Regions from separate parts of the Mus musculus genome. Here regions 1 and 2 are each linked to region 3. The links are chromatin contacts, called in public HiChIP or PLAC-seq maps. All regions are on one chromosome and are shown on one strand. The core of a region is the stretch at or near the end of the contact, and the rest is flanking DNA. Distances in the headings are between cores, read along the strand shown. Region 1 overlaps Akap6 (A kinase (PRKA) anchor protein 6). Region 2 overlaps Akap6 (A kinase (PRKA) anchor protein 6). Region 3 overlaps Npas3 (neuronal PAS domain protein 3).

Region 1 (2,700 bases), core at 40-2,539, 930 kb before region 3:
ATCACCTTTGTTGGCTCTTCTTACAGCATTTGCTTTCCCCAAGGCTGGGGATGGGGAAAAGAGTTGCAGCAATACCTATCCTCTTCCCTAGGCCACCCATCTCACTGAGATTTAAAAGAGTCAACCGGATGCAACCTGCTTCATGTGCAGAGATGAGGACCAAAACATATCAGCTAAGGATGCTAGGCAATTCCTCCCACTGCACATGGTGTACTTCTTGAAGCATCTTTACTGGACCTTCACTTCCACCCCCTACCAGGGACTGCAACCCAATTGAAGAACTCAGTTTTAGTCTGAAATAATCAAGGTGGAGAAGGGGCTAGATGGGGATTCAGGTAGCTTTGCATTTTAAAGGATTTTTAAAGGATTCTTGTAAGATCACCAATCCACCACATCTAAACCAAGGACATTAAAACTGTTTTAACTGACAAAGCAAACCGGGAGGATGCGAGGGGTCCGACTCATGCCTCTCTGCTTCCTTCTTTTCTTGCATTAGTTAGAAAGAGCCCACTTCACATAGAGAAAGGAGGCCAATTTTCAAAATGCAGCCACCCCCCCCCCTTTTTTTTCCCTTAACAGCACTCATACAGTAGCAATGGCAAAATAAACAACGATGTGTTGGATTTTGTTTTTCTTTATCTATATGACATTTGTGTCATCACAGGAGCCCTAATCCATATTCAGGTCTTCATGTTTGGTGTGCAGTAATATGTAAATGATCTCGCCAGCTGCATGGAGCAGTGTTTGTTGATTCTATTTCTTTTGGCACTGCACAGAACTGAATTTCTGCCAAAAACGGGGCTGCTTCAGGGAGCGCTGGTGCTCCAGGAGGAAGTTTTGAAAGGAAACGCACATCATAAGTCCTCACTCTGTGAAGCAGAAAAATCAAAACAAACTCGCTGTTTACTAAAATAGCGGTATTATGAATGTAAAATAATGTGTTTGTTAAAATATAATGAGCACACTGCCCATCTCCGGGATGCATGGCGTATGTGGGCTTTGGAAGCGAGGGCACAACGTTGAGAAAGCTGGTGCATTTTGATTCTTGGAAAGAAAATAGGTGAAATGAGATAGACAGAGACACCATGTAGAAGTTTAAGGAGGAAAGAAATATTTTAGCATGCATATTAATCTTTGGAAACACATGGCATATACATGCATTTAAATGTGGACAGCTGTGGCGTTTAAGTGTTAAAAAATTTCATTAATGATGCATAGAGCTATCTACTTCTGTTGGCAGGCCTTTCAGTCTTCAATCTGACACTTCCTTTTTTATCCAGCAAGCTAATTTCCCCTCTTTTGTGAGGAGTAACTGTTTTCACACTACTGCTTACCCAGCAAGCCTCCTTATTGTTTCATGGCTAATTATCTTCTCCAGCTTCACCTTCCCCAGTGAGGAGAGCAGGGCAGTTTCTCCCAGCACTAATGAAAGCTAGGTTTTTATGGGTACACTGTGTAAATAAATGTAAGCTCTGATCAGGCAACATAATAAATGAGCTCCTAAAGTTTATGGAGTCACAGCTCACCTAGTACTTTGCTAAACAACTAAGCAAAATGATTAATCTGGTGAAGGAGGGGACTTTAGGTGTTGAGGAAAAAAGTGACAGCTCTGTCAATTTAATATGGGAGCTCTCTGCAGGAATAACACAAGGAATCTCTATCCATCTGGATGTCCCTGGTGGTCCCCAATAGCACAGCTTACAAGGAAGTCCTTTGGAAACTATGGCTGATCTGGTCAGAGGTGGAGATCATCTGGAATTATATGTATGTTTCTGATTACTTCCAATGTATTAACGAAAAAGCAACCACCAGGATCCGTGTAATATAAAATGCTCTCTAACACACTGAATGCAAGCACAGCAGAGACTCCAGCCACAAAGGCTGCATTGCCAACGGCCTTAAGGGAGTGAAGCCAGCAGGTTTGGTGTAGGTAATTAGCCCTGCTGGCAGCCCAGAGTCTTGCTTATGTGTAGTATGAACTCAGTGTATTCTGTAGGTAGCCCTCCTAAGGAGCCACATTCGAACAACTTAGAGCACTTAGTTATAGTTAGCCCAAAAGGGGGGAAATTAAATACACCCTAACCCCTAAAGAGTGCATTTTATTTTTCTTTTACAAAATAAATTTATATGTAATCTAATTTTCTCTGGGTTTAAATTATTATTTCCTTGACATAGAAATCTCTGCTTTCTGTTACTGTGCTGACATGTAAAATCGGACTGGGAGCCTCCACTTTTGTTGCTACGACAGAACACTGGAATGAATCAATTGCAGGGGAAGGAACTCGTTGGTTCACAGTTTCGTAGGTTTCTGATCAGATACGATTGGCTCCACTGCTTTTGGGCCAGGTAAGATAGAACATCCGGACTGGGAACTCGTGGGAGAGCAAAGCAGCCCAGTTCACGGAAGGCAGGAAGTGGAGAGAAAAAGATACAGCCTTCAGAAACAAGTCCCCCGTGACTTCCTCCCACCAGAGAGGCTCTCCCTCCATTCCCGGTGGGTCAACCCAGTAATGAGGTTCGGATCCTCATGATGACCCATTTACTTTCCTGCCGCCAGCTGAGGAATAAGCTTTCAACCCTCAGACCTTTTTATATCCAAACCACAAGACCCAGGACCACTGCTTTTATTCCAAACAAGATGAGTTTTTAAATATACGGGGATTTCAGAAACTTTAGTGTTCTTCTCTTAAAATCTCAAAC
Region 2 (2,700 bases), core at 103-2,602, 910 kb before region 3:
CAATTCACCCAAGCCAATTTGCTGGCGCTCTTTTCCCAGAAATAGATTATCAGATGAAATGACTACAAGTCCATTCGAACGTGTTTACAATGTGTTTAGAACCAGGCAGATAGTCTGCAACCAGAACAGATTCTTTTCAAAGAGTTCTGAAAATTATTTTATCTACTGTGTTCTAATTAAAAACCTCTGAACTCATCTGAGAAGATTTGCTGTGGCCTAACAGTGGTGCGTTTGCACGTACTTCCAGCACACTGCTCGACTCTTCACTGTATCCATCTGTGTGAAAATGGAGAGGCCAGTTAGAATCACATCAAAGGGGAGGTAACTGGCTAGATCCAGCTCTTCCTGCCTAATTTGGAGAGAGCACGTGGTGTAGGTCTGGAATTCCTCCTAGGGCCTAAGAAATGTAGTTTGCACTAATCTTTTTTGCTGTATTCTGACAGTTATTTCTTCATAACCCTGATCATAAGCCTGTGATCTTTGATGAATGGTTTAACCCTAAATTTCAGGCTGGATAAAGTCTGCAGTGTAAAAAGTTAACTCCTCGCATCCAGCCAGTGTGTAGTTTCGTGTTTTCTCCTTGTTCATCTAATGGTTTAAGGGTGTGTGTGTGTGTGTGTGTGTGTGTGTGTGTGTGATTACTTCTTTTGGTCTTAGTTTCATTGTTTTGCCTACTTCATCAGTCTATATGAGTAATGGTGGCCACAGAGTTTTCGGTTTGAGATGACTACTTGTGTTGATAGCTGTTAACACAATTTAGAGTGCAGCGCAGCTTTTATAAGTTGGGAAAATGGTTGGAGCCGACACTTCTCACCACACACAACCTCTCATTCTCTTACTGGGCTGACACTGGGGTTTCCCAAGGCTGGCTAAGCAGCTCTAGGAAACTCCATTGAGGGTTTGTATATTATTCCTTCTCTCGACACTACACGTGTCTATAACATTTACCTTTAAATCACCTTTGTAACCCAAGCTTCTGCTGGATAATAATTGGGCACTTCTGAATAACTTGCTAGGCTATATAAAGATTTTATTGGATAAAGTCAGTCTCTGTCTGTCTGTCTGTCTGTCTGTCTGTCTGTCTCACTCTCGCTCTGTCTCACTCTCACTCTGTCTCCCCTCCCTCTCTTACACACACACACACACACACACACACAGAGAGAGAGAGAGAGAAAGAGAGAGAGAGAGAGAGAGAGGATTTGGGCTTGAGCCCATTTGGCCTGACTTGTTCCCAAGTGTGCCAAATTGAAAGGATTGATTACCCGGAGGGAATTCATTCAAATGCCAGCTCTTTACTAAGATGGGATTGGCTTCACCGGAGGATTCCCTTGCGCAGCACAGCGGCAGATTCCCGATGAGTCACATCCTCAGCATGTGAGCAATGCTTCCCTGTGCTTTCTTGAATTACTGCATTATTTTACTGTACCAAATTTTGTTCCATCTGCCTCTATCTGTCTCCCCCATCCCTGTTAACTTCCCGTATCTTCTCAACATCCTGTTTGACTGTGGTGGAACTACGGTTGGAAAACTTTTTCTGACTTGTGCATGAAGTTGTAAGTTTATAGAAAGAGACAGGAAGACACGGAAGAATATTTGCTTCTAAGAGGTCGAGGGGGAGGGAATACCCTGATAGAGCACTTCGGAATTTAGATTAAACTCAAGCAGGCAGAGACCTGCTTTATTTGAGAGCTGGTCTGAGAACTGAAAGTACTTTGTATCCTGGAATTTGGTTGTCTCTCAGATTTGATCAGTTTTTGTAGCCATTTAGAAATAAGTAGGACAGAATGAGCTTGGAAGAAATTTGTACCAAATCATCACACATACAGAGAGAATTGAGTCAGTTCAGTTTCCTGGACCTAAAATGAAGCACGGTGATAGTTGAGTGGTGAATTCTAATTATACCCTTTCCTAGGTAAGGACCGAAAGCTTTAGGGGTCATCATAATGTTGTGAGTGTTCCACCGCTCTATAATAGAACGTCCCACGCAGACCAGTGGAGGAAGTGTCAGCCTGGGAGCCAGGTATCTCCTGGCTTGTGTTCGTACATCGTTGCATTCTTTGGTACTGACTACCTGATATTTTCTTATGGGTTTTTTTAAAAGAACTTGATAAAATTGAGACCATCCCCAGAAGAATAGATGAATTGACGACCCAGAGAAAAGATCATGTGCTTGATTTTTCTTTTTTTTTTTTTGAAAACATATGAACATACTAAGGCATCTATATAACTTACTGAACTGAAAATGTGTTTGTGTGTTCTGAGCTAGTGAAAGTCACATTTCATAACTTCTCATCTCAGATCGCTAGCAGATGATTTCCCCTCCCCAGGCAGCTTCCAGAAAGGGCTTCATCCTGCGAGTAACAGCCATTGCTGACACCTTTCCCTGTCACCGTTTTCTTTCCTGTAGATAGCCTGGCTGAAGCTCGGGGCTGGCCTGACCCACCCTGGGCTGGTCTTGGGTTCCATCCTGTTATCATCACTGCCTCCTGCCACGTTGACTTCCTGAAGACGAACCTTCCTTCTGAATGCGGTCTGTCCACGTGGGCCTCCCGATATGGATGTGTGCATTGCTCCTCTTAGGTGATCGTCTTAGTTCCTCAAAGCTGCTTGTTCTCCCGTGGATTCCTGTCCCAAGCTACCTCTGGCAACCCTCTCTCCAGCAAGACTTCTATTTTCCCTCTCTCCTCCCTCCTCCTTTTA
Region 3 (2,700 bases), core at 79-2,578:
CTGTCTTGTGCTCTGAGTCACAGATAAGACTTAAAGAAGAGGGGGCTCAGATGTCTTTGAGGACTAGAAATCCTGCCTTTATCATTGGCATCTCTTCTCAGCATAGGTGCCTGTAAATCCATAAATGAACGTGTCCCTAGAATCAGAAAAGTAAAGAGAGATCTTCCGCTGCACCAGGATCTCATGACTCTGAAAGGACACGGAGAACACAAGGCCACCTGCCTCCCACTGGGCCGGTTCAAGGTACCTGGTGTTAGCTAGATAGATCTCCACCTACAGTGTCACATTGTTAGCAAGGCTTGGTGACTTGCATCTGACATCCCTGTGGAGAGGCTGAGGCAGGAGGATTACCAGGAGTGCACGTTTAGTCTCCCTAGTGACCATGGCTTGAAAGTCAAGGGAGTTTCAAGTCTGTTTATTTCCCACTGTGACAAAAGACCTCTGTGACTTCTTTTCATTAAGCCCAGTTTCGTTGGTTCTTCAGGTCAAATTGGCTAAATCACCATTTCAGGGTTTGAATTTTAAACTGCATATGGCAGTGATTATTTGGGGACCTTTCTCTCTGCACTGCCCTCTCGTCTTCCATTGCTCAGGAGACCGTAACCTGGAGATGACCATTCATGTCCCCTAGATCACCTGTTCCAGCTACCTAAGAGCACCTGGGTCACCCTTGAATTATACGATGTTTCAGCACACAGCACTCTGTCTGCCTATAACCTAAAGCATGGACGGCTAAGCCACATGCAGGCATATGCTTGGCATTTGTCTTTATTGCTACTGATGAAGCCTTCGCCTAGAGTCTGAGCTGTTTTCTTGATCCAGCCCCTAGGGTTCTTCCTAGGTCAGATCAACAACTCTCTAAAACCTTACGGAGAGACAAGAGACTTGTCTTTCTTTCACCTGGTGACATCGTGTTCCACCGGCAACACTCAATGACTCTGCAGTGGGATTCAAAGAAAGAAAGCGTGAGCTACAGACAGTGGCTGCTTCCCCTCCAGGATGACAAAACCTCCAAATGCCTTTCCAGAGAAACAAAAGGCCTGCCCTGTTGCCTACAGGACCAAGTGGAAATAAAACGGGTGGCTGACCCACTATACTTAAGGGCGAGTGTTCAAGCAACACACGGTAGCCATACTGCTTGCTTCTTAATACATTTTTTAGCAACGTGACTATACAGCTACCTGGCATAATGCATTCCATGCTGTTTTGCATCAATAACCCCTACACTTCCCTCCTGAAGGCGTCTCATCGCCAAATGCAAGCAGACTGCTTAATGCAGGACTAATTAGTATATCCCCTTCCAGTCTGCAGGCCCTCCATTGTAATTCCTTCCCAGCTCATTTTTTTCTACAACTGAACATCAATCAAAGTAAGTGCCCTGCCTGCCTAGGCAACACAAGATGTCCTCCATGCATTTGTCATCTGCCACACAAACAAAGGGGGAATTTAATTGTTGATTTGGGTATGCAGCCATAGCTCACAGGAAAGGGAGAGGCAAGTGAGGGAAGACAGGAAGGAATAAAGTTTGATGGGTGGGCCAACGACAGATTGCACTAGGGGATCTCCACTGTTCACTCATCTCAGTGCTTCCTCTGGGTTGGGTCTTCAGGGATTTTGCTACAACCTGGCCATTGCCTGGACTTTTTCCCAAAGTGAGTGATTTTTTTTTCTCTTCTCCCTTATGAATATGAAAATTCCCATGGAAGAAAACACAGTGAATAGCTACCACAGCTGCCTTTCTCCCGAAAGCCAAGTGGATCTACATTGTCTGTTCCTTAGCCGCAGACACTGCCACAGGCCGGCAAGAAAGCACCGGGTTTCTAGGCAGGAATGAATTAGGGTTAGTAGTTTGTATCTTTCTTCTTGAGGCAAGTGTTGATTTTGGGCTTTTCAAGTCCATGGCAGGCAAGTACATAGAGCAAAGCCAGCAAGTGGGACTGCTCACCAGTCGAGTGCTTGTCTCGGGTGTCAGCCTGTTCATGAGCAGTGTGGACATGTGCAAAGAGCTTGCACACATGTACTGCTTCAGGCCCATGCCAAATATACTGAATCAGAGCCCAGGGTTTGTAAGTCCACGATCGCTTGCCAACTCCCTTCAGTGTGAAGACTGAGCAATGCTGACCAGGCTGGCATTTAGGAGTCAACACAAACCAACTAATCAGCTCAAGTTCCTTTTCCTCTAGAGTTGGAGTGATTTCGTTGATGATAGTGGCACGTAAGCACACTGATTGAAGGTATCTCAATCAATGTTCAAATGAAACGAGTGTATAATTATCTGATAAACTTGACTTTTTAAAAATGATATAAACTAGAACCGGAGAGATGGCTCGGTGGAAATAAATAAATAAATAAATAAATAAATAAATTTGCTCCTTTTGCAGAGGACCTGGGATTAGTTCCCAGCACCCAGGGTGGCTAAAACCTATCTGCAACTCCAGTTTCAGGGACCTGTGCAGGCAGCCCGTGTCCATGGTATACTCGCATGCACACACACTATATTAAAAGTAACGATGTCTAGCTTAGGAAGGAAAAGGAAATCTTTGATGTTTCTCCCCAGGGTAATATTTTCCTATGAATACTTTATTACATGTGTGAATAAGAGTAGGGATATTTTCCCTGTTCTCCTTCATGTAACATTTCTGACTACTTTTACCATATACGACACCTTGTGGTATTACTAGGAGATTTAAAAATAAGGCA

Evidence for each region. HiChIP or PLAC-seq counts read pairs in DNA pulled down with a chosen protein or histone mark.
Region 1: a contact with region 3 is called in an H3K27ac HiChIP or PLAC-seq map of stem cell-derived neural progenitor cells, with 4 times the contacts expected there. The contact joins two enhancer-like sites. A contact is called at or near these places in 1 of 484 Hi-C or Micro-C datasets (neural progenitor cells), 3 of 115 datasets of contacts at active chromatin or transcription factors (embryonic basal ganglia and stem cell-derived neural progenitor cells) and 1 of 9 other capture datasets (embryonic stem cells).
Region 2: a contact with region 3 is called in an H3K27ac HiChIP or PLAC-seq map of stem cell-derived neural progenitor cells, with 4 times the contacts expected there. The contact joins two enhancer-like sites. A contact is called at or near these places in 1 of 15 datasets of contacts at CTCF or cohesin (the NIH/3T3 cell line), 7 of 484 Hi-C or Micro-C datasets (adipose-derived mesenchymal stem cells, cerebral cortex, cortical neurons and 3 more) and 5 of 115 datasets of contacts at active chromatin or transcription factors (the NIH/3T3 cell line, embryonic basal ganglia, embryonic stem cells and 1 more).

What each region holds. Positions count from the first base shown.
Region 1 is chr12:53,123,567-53,126,266 of GRCm38.p6, forward strand. All of the region lies in intron 12 of Akap6 (A kinase (PRKA) anchor protein 6), which reads left to right. Among named protein-coding and RNA genes, the nearest start is that of Npas3, 120 kb to the right of the region's middle. Within about 2 kb of position 1,290, at least 44 of the 459 cell types and tissues checked have an H3K27ac peak or open chromatin away from gene starts, as enhancers often do. A contact at or near this core is called in embryonic basal ganglia, neural progenitor cells and stem cell-derived neural progenitor cells, where this site is marked.
Region 2 is chr12:53,145,404-53,148,103 of GRCm38.p6, forward strand. Akap6 (A kinase (PRKA) anchor protein 6) reads left to right here. Exons shown (of 14, transcript NM_198111.2): 14 at 2,408-2,700. Among named protein-coding and RNA genes, the nearest start is that of Npas3, 100 kb to the right of the region's middle. Within about 2 kb of position 1,353, at least 80 of the 459 cell types and tissues checked have an H3K27ac peak or open chromatin away from gene starts, as enhancers often do. A contact at or near this core is called in neural progenitor cells and stem cell-derived neural progenitor cells, where this site is marked.
Region 3 is chr12:54,051,768-54,054,467 of GRCm38.p6, forward strand. All of the region lies in intron 9 of Npas3 (neuronal PAS domain protein 3), which reads left to right. Among named protein-coding and RNA genes, the nearest start is that of Gm35818, 89 kb to the right of the region's middle. Within about 2 kb of position 1,329, at least 11 of the 459 cell types and tissues checked have an H3K27ac peak or open chromatin away from gene starts, as enhancers often do. A contact at or near this core is called in embryonic basal ganglia, neural progenitor cells and stem cell-derived neural progenitor cells, where this site is marked.